Linked DNA regions of Sus scrofa: region 1 is linked to region 2. Evidence: chromatin contacts called from public HiChIP or PLAC-seq data. All regions are on one chromosome and are shown on one strand. The core of a region is the stretch at or near the end of the contact, and the rest is flanking DNA. Distances in the headings are between cores, read along the strand shown. Region 1 overlaps LOC110255833 (a long non-coding RNA gene). Region 2 overlaps EDNRB (endothelin receptor type B).

Region 1 (3,258 bases), core at 320-2,819, 160 kb before region 2:
GCAGCTCCAATTCGACCCCTAGCCTGGGAACCTCCATATGCCTTGGGTACAGCCCCAAAAGAACGACAAAAAAAAAAAAAAAAAAAAAAAGCATTCCAAAATTGACACTCAATTAGTGAGGAAAGGGAAAATAATGTGTATACAAGGACCTCTCAGGTGCTGCCAGCCTCTTAGGCTGTCTTTTAGTGTCAGAGAGCCCACTCTGTCTGCCTTGGTTTTCTGAGGAAATCCTTCCATTATGAACTGCCCCAATGCACTCTAGCCCTATCAGAAGTTGGGAGGCCTTGTAAAAATTTCGTATGTTCCTAACATAATCAATACTGGGGTTGCAATTATACTGCGACTTGCCATCTGTTAGAACCTTTATATTTCTATCTTGAATTCCTTTAGTAATTACACAGTAGCATCCATTTAGAAATTGATTCCTCCCTTTCGATGTACTTACACCAAAAGCAGTAACAATTCAGCCCTCTGTATCTGAGGGTTCCACATCCATGGACTGAACCAACTGCAGGCAGGGAAAAATTAAAAAAAAAAAAAAATTCCAGAAAGTTCCAAAAAGAAAAATTTGAATTTTCCACATGCTGACAACTATTTACATAGCATTTACATTGCATTAGTTATTATAAGTAATCTAGAGATGATTTAAAGTATGTGGCAGAAATTTAACAACACTTGACACCTAGAAAACTCTTAGAATGTTTGTTTTTGGGGTTGACTTTTTTAGTTTTTGATGTACTTTTTTAAATGAAAAGGAGTATTCCTTTTCTTTTTTCTGCCCTAATAAAATTTTTTTGCCTTTTTTTTTTTTTTTTTTTTTTTTTTTTTTTTTCCCAGGGTTGCTGCTAGGGCATATGGAGATTCCCAGCCTAGGCAACAGCCACAGCAACATTCAGGATCCAAGCCGAGACCACTACCCACATACACCACAGCTCACAGCAACACGGGATCCTTAACCCACTGAGCAAGGCCAGGGATGGAACTCGCGTCCTCATGGACACTAGTCAGGTTTGTTAATCACTGGGTCACAATGGGAACACCCCTAATAAAAATTTAAATTAAATTTCAAAAATTAAGTTTATGGGAGAATATTTGTAGGTTATATGCAAATATGCCATTTTATAAAAGGGATGTCAGCATCCGGGGATTTGGGTATAGGGGGACTGCGGAGGGCCCTGGAATCAACCTCCCCATCCCCTCATACCAATGGACCACTATATTAAGTAGTACTAAAGCTGGAAATATGGGGAAATTCCTACTGTCGTGAAAAGCATCCTGGCCTCTACTTAAGCCTGAGGACATCTTACCTCCCAGGAAGGCCTGCCTTGCTCCCAACTCTTCCTGCTCTACCCTTTTGGAAGCACAATGCCTAGTGTTTATTTTCCCACCCTTAAAGCCTAGGAGCCATCTCAGAAATATTAAGGAGATAAGAGTACCTATAAAAGCTCTTAAGATACTCTTAAATTTAGACCAAACAATGGACTATTTACTTGCCTTATCTGAGGATGGGTGTTCCCTTTCGTTTTCATTAGAGAGAAGCCTGGGGCAGAGGAAGTTTACACAAGGGACTCTGGACTTCCCAAATCTCCTAGGAAGTGGCCAGACATCCAGGGCACAAGCACCTCTGACCTCTGCCAGTCCAGCCAGATTCTAAACACCACATACTGTTTCAAATAAAACCCTCCCTCTTCTAACTGAAATTACAAATTTCGTGATAACTAAAACAAGACAAATATAGATGGATCAGGCAGCTGCAATAAGAAACCACTGCATCCTTCAGGTGTAGAAATAAATAAAGACCATCGAAACAGAATATGCTGAACTTGACAGAGCAAGGGAGTCAGCCACCATCACTAGCATTTGGCAGAGACTTAGAAGCAGGCAGGGGAGAGGGGAAGTTTTCTGATAAAAAAAAAAAGGAAGGTTTCAGGTATACTCTGTAGGTTTTTGAAATGGGGAAGCTGGATGTGGGCTAACTAGAAGCAGGACATCCTAAGTGATTGGTTTGGGGAGCATATTTGGCTTTATCTGGTTGATTTTATGGTGGAAGAAGTGACAAAAATTGAGGACATGACCTTTAACTGAACAAGTCCTGGTTGTTTGGGACTAATTGCTACAGACCTTGTGGTTTGGTTTCCTGAGCTGACTATGGTACAGACTGTGAGTCAGAGCTCTATTCTATATTTGGCCTGGCCATTGTCTGTACATTTAATCTCTTACAGAAACTTTTGTTTTTCATTTTTAAATCATTTATAAATAAAACGAGGTACATATATACAACGGAATATTACTCAGCCATAAAAAAGAAATAAAATACTGCCATTTGCAGGAACATGGATGGACCTAGAAATTATCATACTAAGTCAAATAAGTCAGACAGAAAAAGACAAATATCATATGAGCTCACTAATATGTAGAGTCAAATAAAAAATGATACAAAAGAACTTACAAAACAGACACCCAAAGATTTTGAAGCCAAAATTTTACGGTTACAAAAAAAGACACTTGGGGGGCACTTGGGGATTGGGATTGACACGTACACGCTACTATGTATAAAAGATATATAACAGGATCTACTGTACAGCACAGGGTAATCTACTCAATACTGTGTAATAACCTATATGGGAAAAGAATTTGAAAAGGAAAGGGATGTGTGTGTGTGTGTGTGTGTGTAACTGATTTACTTTGTTGTACACCTGAAACTCACACAACTTTGTAAGTCAACTATACTCCAAAAAAATTATAAATAAACTAAAATAAAATGTTGAAATTCCCATACTGTTATTTTTTCTCTTCTTCACTATCTACAGTGTGTAGACACAAACCCATTGAACATTCGATCAGTGAGTGGTGAATTAATTTCTATCGCTGTTTGTCCAGTAAAGTTACTCCATCATGACCATCCAAGGCTTAGAAGACAGGCTACTTTTTTCTCTCCTTCTTTGACTTCCACCAGTTCAAGTACAAACAATCATTTTAGATTTCCTGGTATGCAATATTGCGAGGGCAGTGACTTGTAATGTCACACATACTGGGGTAAAATTAAGTAGGGAGGAACCCAAAATACGGTAACACTAGAAAATGCTGCCAAAGTGAAGACTGCATTACTCAGTTATGAGGCAGCCTAGTATTATGATATGATGTCTATCATTAAAAGCAGGGTTGTAGTTCTTACCTCTCTCTCAGATAATGGTCTGATCTTTGAGAAACACTTCAGCTTCCTGGGCCTTAATTTCTTCATCTGTAATAGGCAAGGAT
Region 2 (3,503 bases), core at 219-2,718:
GCGGCCCTAAAAAGAAAAAAAAAAAAAGGATGCTTCCCAGCAGAATGGGTTAAGAGGAGTTAATGTAAGGGTAAGCTAGTCCAAGTGTCACCAATGATATTTCTAGTTTACATATAAGGAGACTACATAAGACTTATGAATATATGTATAGATCATAGTAATTAAAAGAATAAAGAGGGGCATGAATGTGAAATTGAGAATGAGGTTGCTGTTTTCTTGTTTCTATTTAGTTAAAAGAGAAAAGTGTTGCACAGATTACATAAACTCTGCTCCAACACAGACGTATCTGGAACAAGAATTTAAAGTAAAAAAAAAAAGAACAGAAAAAGAAAAAGAGAAAAGGCATGTCATAAGCAGCTTGGGTTTTTAATTAATAGGTTATATATATACTTTACTGAGCTAAATGATTACTACAGAATCTTCATACCTGTTTTCCCATGAAATAAACTTGTTAAAAAGTGAAAACCTGGAGTTCCCATTGTGACTCAGTGGGTTACGAACCCAACTAGTATCCATGAGGATGTGGGTTCAATCCCTGACCTTGCTCAGTGGGTTAAGGACTCAGCGCTGCTGTGAGCTGTGGTGTAGGTCAAGGATTCCCCTCGGATCCCACGTTGCTGTGGCTGTGGTGTAGGCCAGCAGCTGCGGCTCTGATTCCACCCCTAGGATGGGAACCTCCATATGCCAAGGGTATGGCCCTGAAAAGCAAAAAGCAAAAAAAATAAATAAATAAATGAAAAGTGAGAACCTCCCTTAAACACTAGGATATCTTTACACATTTGGATGTGGTCTTTCACACAAATAATCCCTCAAGGCTAACTTGGTTACGTGAAGACAAAAATATTTAAATTACCAATTATTTTAAATTTTGCCTAATTGCTTACATTTTTATGTGTCATGATAGCACACTGCCTTAGAGAATTGAAATGCTTTTCAGGAAAAGTTTACTGCGTTTAAGTTATTTATTTATTCAGTAGAAATGGCCTGAAAGATTCTACATAGTATTTATAAAATTGATCCACTTTAGGAGATAATTATGAATAAGTTTTTAGTTTAACCTTTAGTGTATAAAATTTTCTGACGGAGGAATATTAATGATAATGTTCTCTCTTCCTCATAGTTTTACAAGACAGCTAAAGATTGGTGGCTATTCAGTTTCTATTTCTGCTTGCCACTAGCCATCACTGCATTTTTTTATACCCTGATGACCTGTGAAATGCTGAGAAAGAAGAGTGGCATGCAAATTGCTTTAAATGATCACTTAAAGCAGGTAAGGAAATAGAAGTATTTGCTGACTCATTATTACAATCCTGATTATGAATATGAAAATTACTATGATGATCATAAATTAAAATTAGCATACACCAGAACATACTTCCTTTTTCTTGTTCTGGTATTGTGATATACAAACCCTGTTTTCTACATCATCTAACTGGAGATGTTCTGTATAATCTAAAAGGAAACAAAAAGAGAAACTACTTTTCAAAGATGAACCTTGAATCATTTTTGTTCTAAGTCAGATTGACTATGCAATTTAAAACCCAGTGTCCTGAATTTTTTCAAATGCCACTGACATTGTAAAAAAATATTAAACATTTTATTTGGAAAGAGACAACCATGTGATTATAATGACCCACCTATTCAAGTGTCTGACTATGGTTTTATTTCAGAGACGGGAAGTGGCCAAAACCGTATTTTGCCTGGTCCTTGTCTTTGCCCTGTGTTGGCTTCCCCTTCATCTCAGCAGGATTTTGAAGCTCACTCTGTATGATCAAAATGATTCGAATAGATGTGAACTTTTGAGGTAAGAAAGGTAAAATAGAAATAGTTGTTAAATAAATGCCATTCAGAAGTTTTTTCATTGACTTCTTTCACTAGCAGGAAGAGAGGGTACCATTTTTCTCATCCTTAGGGAGCAATTAAGATGCTCATTTTTACCTGTACTCCTATTTTTGAGGGAGAAATAAAGGGGACTTATGAGAACACTGGGAATGGAGAGCCAGCGTTGTCCAAATGATGAGTGAGCAGCATGTTTGAAAATAGCAGGTCTCCTTTGCCCTTGGTAAATCCTTTCTTTTCAGCCAGCCTCAGCATTTCCAAAAGAGATTTTATTTTAAAAAGGGAAAACTGGGCATGGGGGCATAAATGGGGGTGGGGCGATGACAGGAACAGAGAATAAGAGAGACAAAAAGACAGACAAAAAGATAATGGCTGGCTCATTATCAGCAAACACTAGTGATAAAGCCGACACCATTATATAGGAGTAATTTTTTTTCTTCACAAAAGTCTGCAAAAAATACATGCTTAGAGCAGTATTTTTTTTATTGTCTTTTTTTTTTTTTTTGCCTTTTCTGGGCCTGCTCCCATGGCATATGGAGGTTTCCAAGGTAGGCATAGAATCGGAGATGTAGCTGCCGGCCTATATGCCAGAGCCACAGCAACGCCAGATCTGAACCCCGTCTGTGACCTACACCACAGATCACAGCAACGCTGGATCCTTAACCCCCTGAGCGAGGCCAGGGATCAAACCCACAACCTCATGGTTCCTAGTCAGATTCATTAACCACTGAGCCACGATGTGAACTCCCATAGCAGTATTTTTTTTTAATAAGCATGTCTTGTATTATTTTTTTGTAGCTTTTTGTTGGTATTGGATTACATTGGCATCAACATGGCGTCCCTGAATTCCTGTATTAATCCAATAGCTCTGTATTTGGTGAGCAAAAGATTCAAAAACTGCTTTAAGGTAAGAGCATATTCAAAAATAAAAGCCCTTTTTAATCTGACATCAAATATAACCTCTCCAAACTATTAGCATTTCTGTCTAGAGAGATCTAGTAAACTTTTTTATAGTTGTCTCTTGTATTACATGGTAGGTGATCTTTTACAAACACTTTTGCTCATTCATCTCTGTAGCTGATTTCTGCCTACAAATCCTTGTCAAGCATGCCCTGCTTCTCCAATCAATCAGTTTGACTCATACAGTTACTCGGAAAACTAATAAAAATTACACGCATTGAGGTCTGACAGACATCTCATGATAAAATAAGAGCGACATGAATTAAATGCACTGTTCTCATTTTTGGTAGATTTTTGGACTACACAGCAAAGTGTGTTTTTTTTTTTTGTTTCATTTTGTTTTCTTTCTGCTTTTTAGGGCTGCACCGGCAGCATATGGAGGTTCCCAGGCTAGGGGTCAAATCGGAGCTATAGCTGCCAGCCTACACCACAGTCACAGCAACTCGGGATCCAAGCCTTGTCTGTGACCTACGCAATAGCTCACGGCAATGCCAGATCCTTAAGCCACTGAGCAAGGCCAGGGATCAAACCGGCATCCTCCTGGATCCTAGTCATGTTGGTTAACCCCGAGCCACGAAGAGAACTCCAAAGTTTTGATTATAACTAAAATAGTCTCTTTTTCATACACATTCTCCAGATGTGATAACAAGTCAAATAAAGCAGGTGAATCCAGGTTCTCCCTTCACTTTTGTGCCTTCCTTCCG

What was found. HiChIP or PLAC-seq counts read pairs in DNA pulled down with a chosen protein or histone mark.
Region 1: an H3K27ac HiChIP or PLAC-seq map of alveolar macrophages shows a contact between it and region 2. The contact joins two enhancer-like sites. A contact is called at or near these places in 3 of 47 Hi-C or Micro-C datasets (liver, psoas muscle and retroperitoneal adipose tissue) and 1 of 2 datasets of contacts at active chromatin or transcription factors (alveolar macrophages).

The regions. Positions count from the first base shown.
Region 1 is chr11:50,235,337-50,238,594 of Sscrofa11.1, reverse strand. It overlaps LOC110255833 (a long non-coding RNA gene), which reads right to left. Exons shown (of 4, transcript XR_002336703.1): 2 at 3,176-3,241. Among named protein-coding and RNA genes, the nearest start is that of EDNRB, 140 kb to the right of the region's middle. Within about 2 kb of position 1,569, at least 7 of the 83 cell types and tissues checked have an H3K27ac peak or open chromatin away from gene starts, as enhancers often do. A contact at or near this core is called in alveolar macrophages, where this site is marked.
Region 2 is chr11:50,077,851-50,081,353 of Sscrofa11.1, reverse strand. EDNRB (endothelin receptor type B) reads left to right here. Exons shown (of 7, transcript NM_001038002.1): 4 at 1,121-1,270; 5 at 1,671-1,804; 6 at 2,638-2,746. Among named protein-coding and RNA genes, the nearest start is that of EDNRB, 22 kb to the left of the region's middle. Within about 2 kb of position 1,468, at least 1 of the 83 cell types and tissues checked has an H3K27ac peak or open chromatin away from gene starts, as enhancers often do. A contact at or near this core is called in alveolar macrophages, where this site is marked.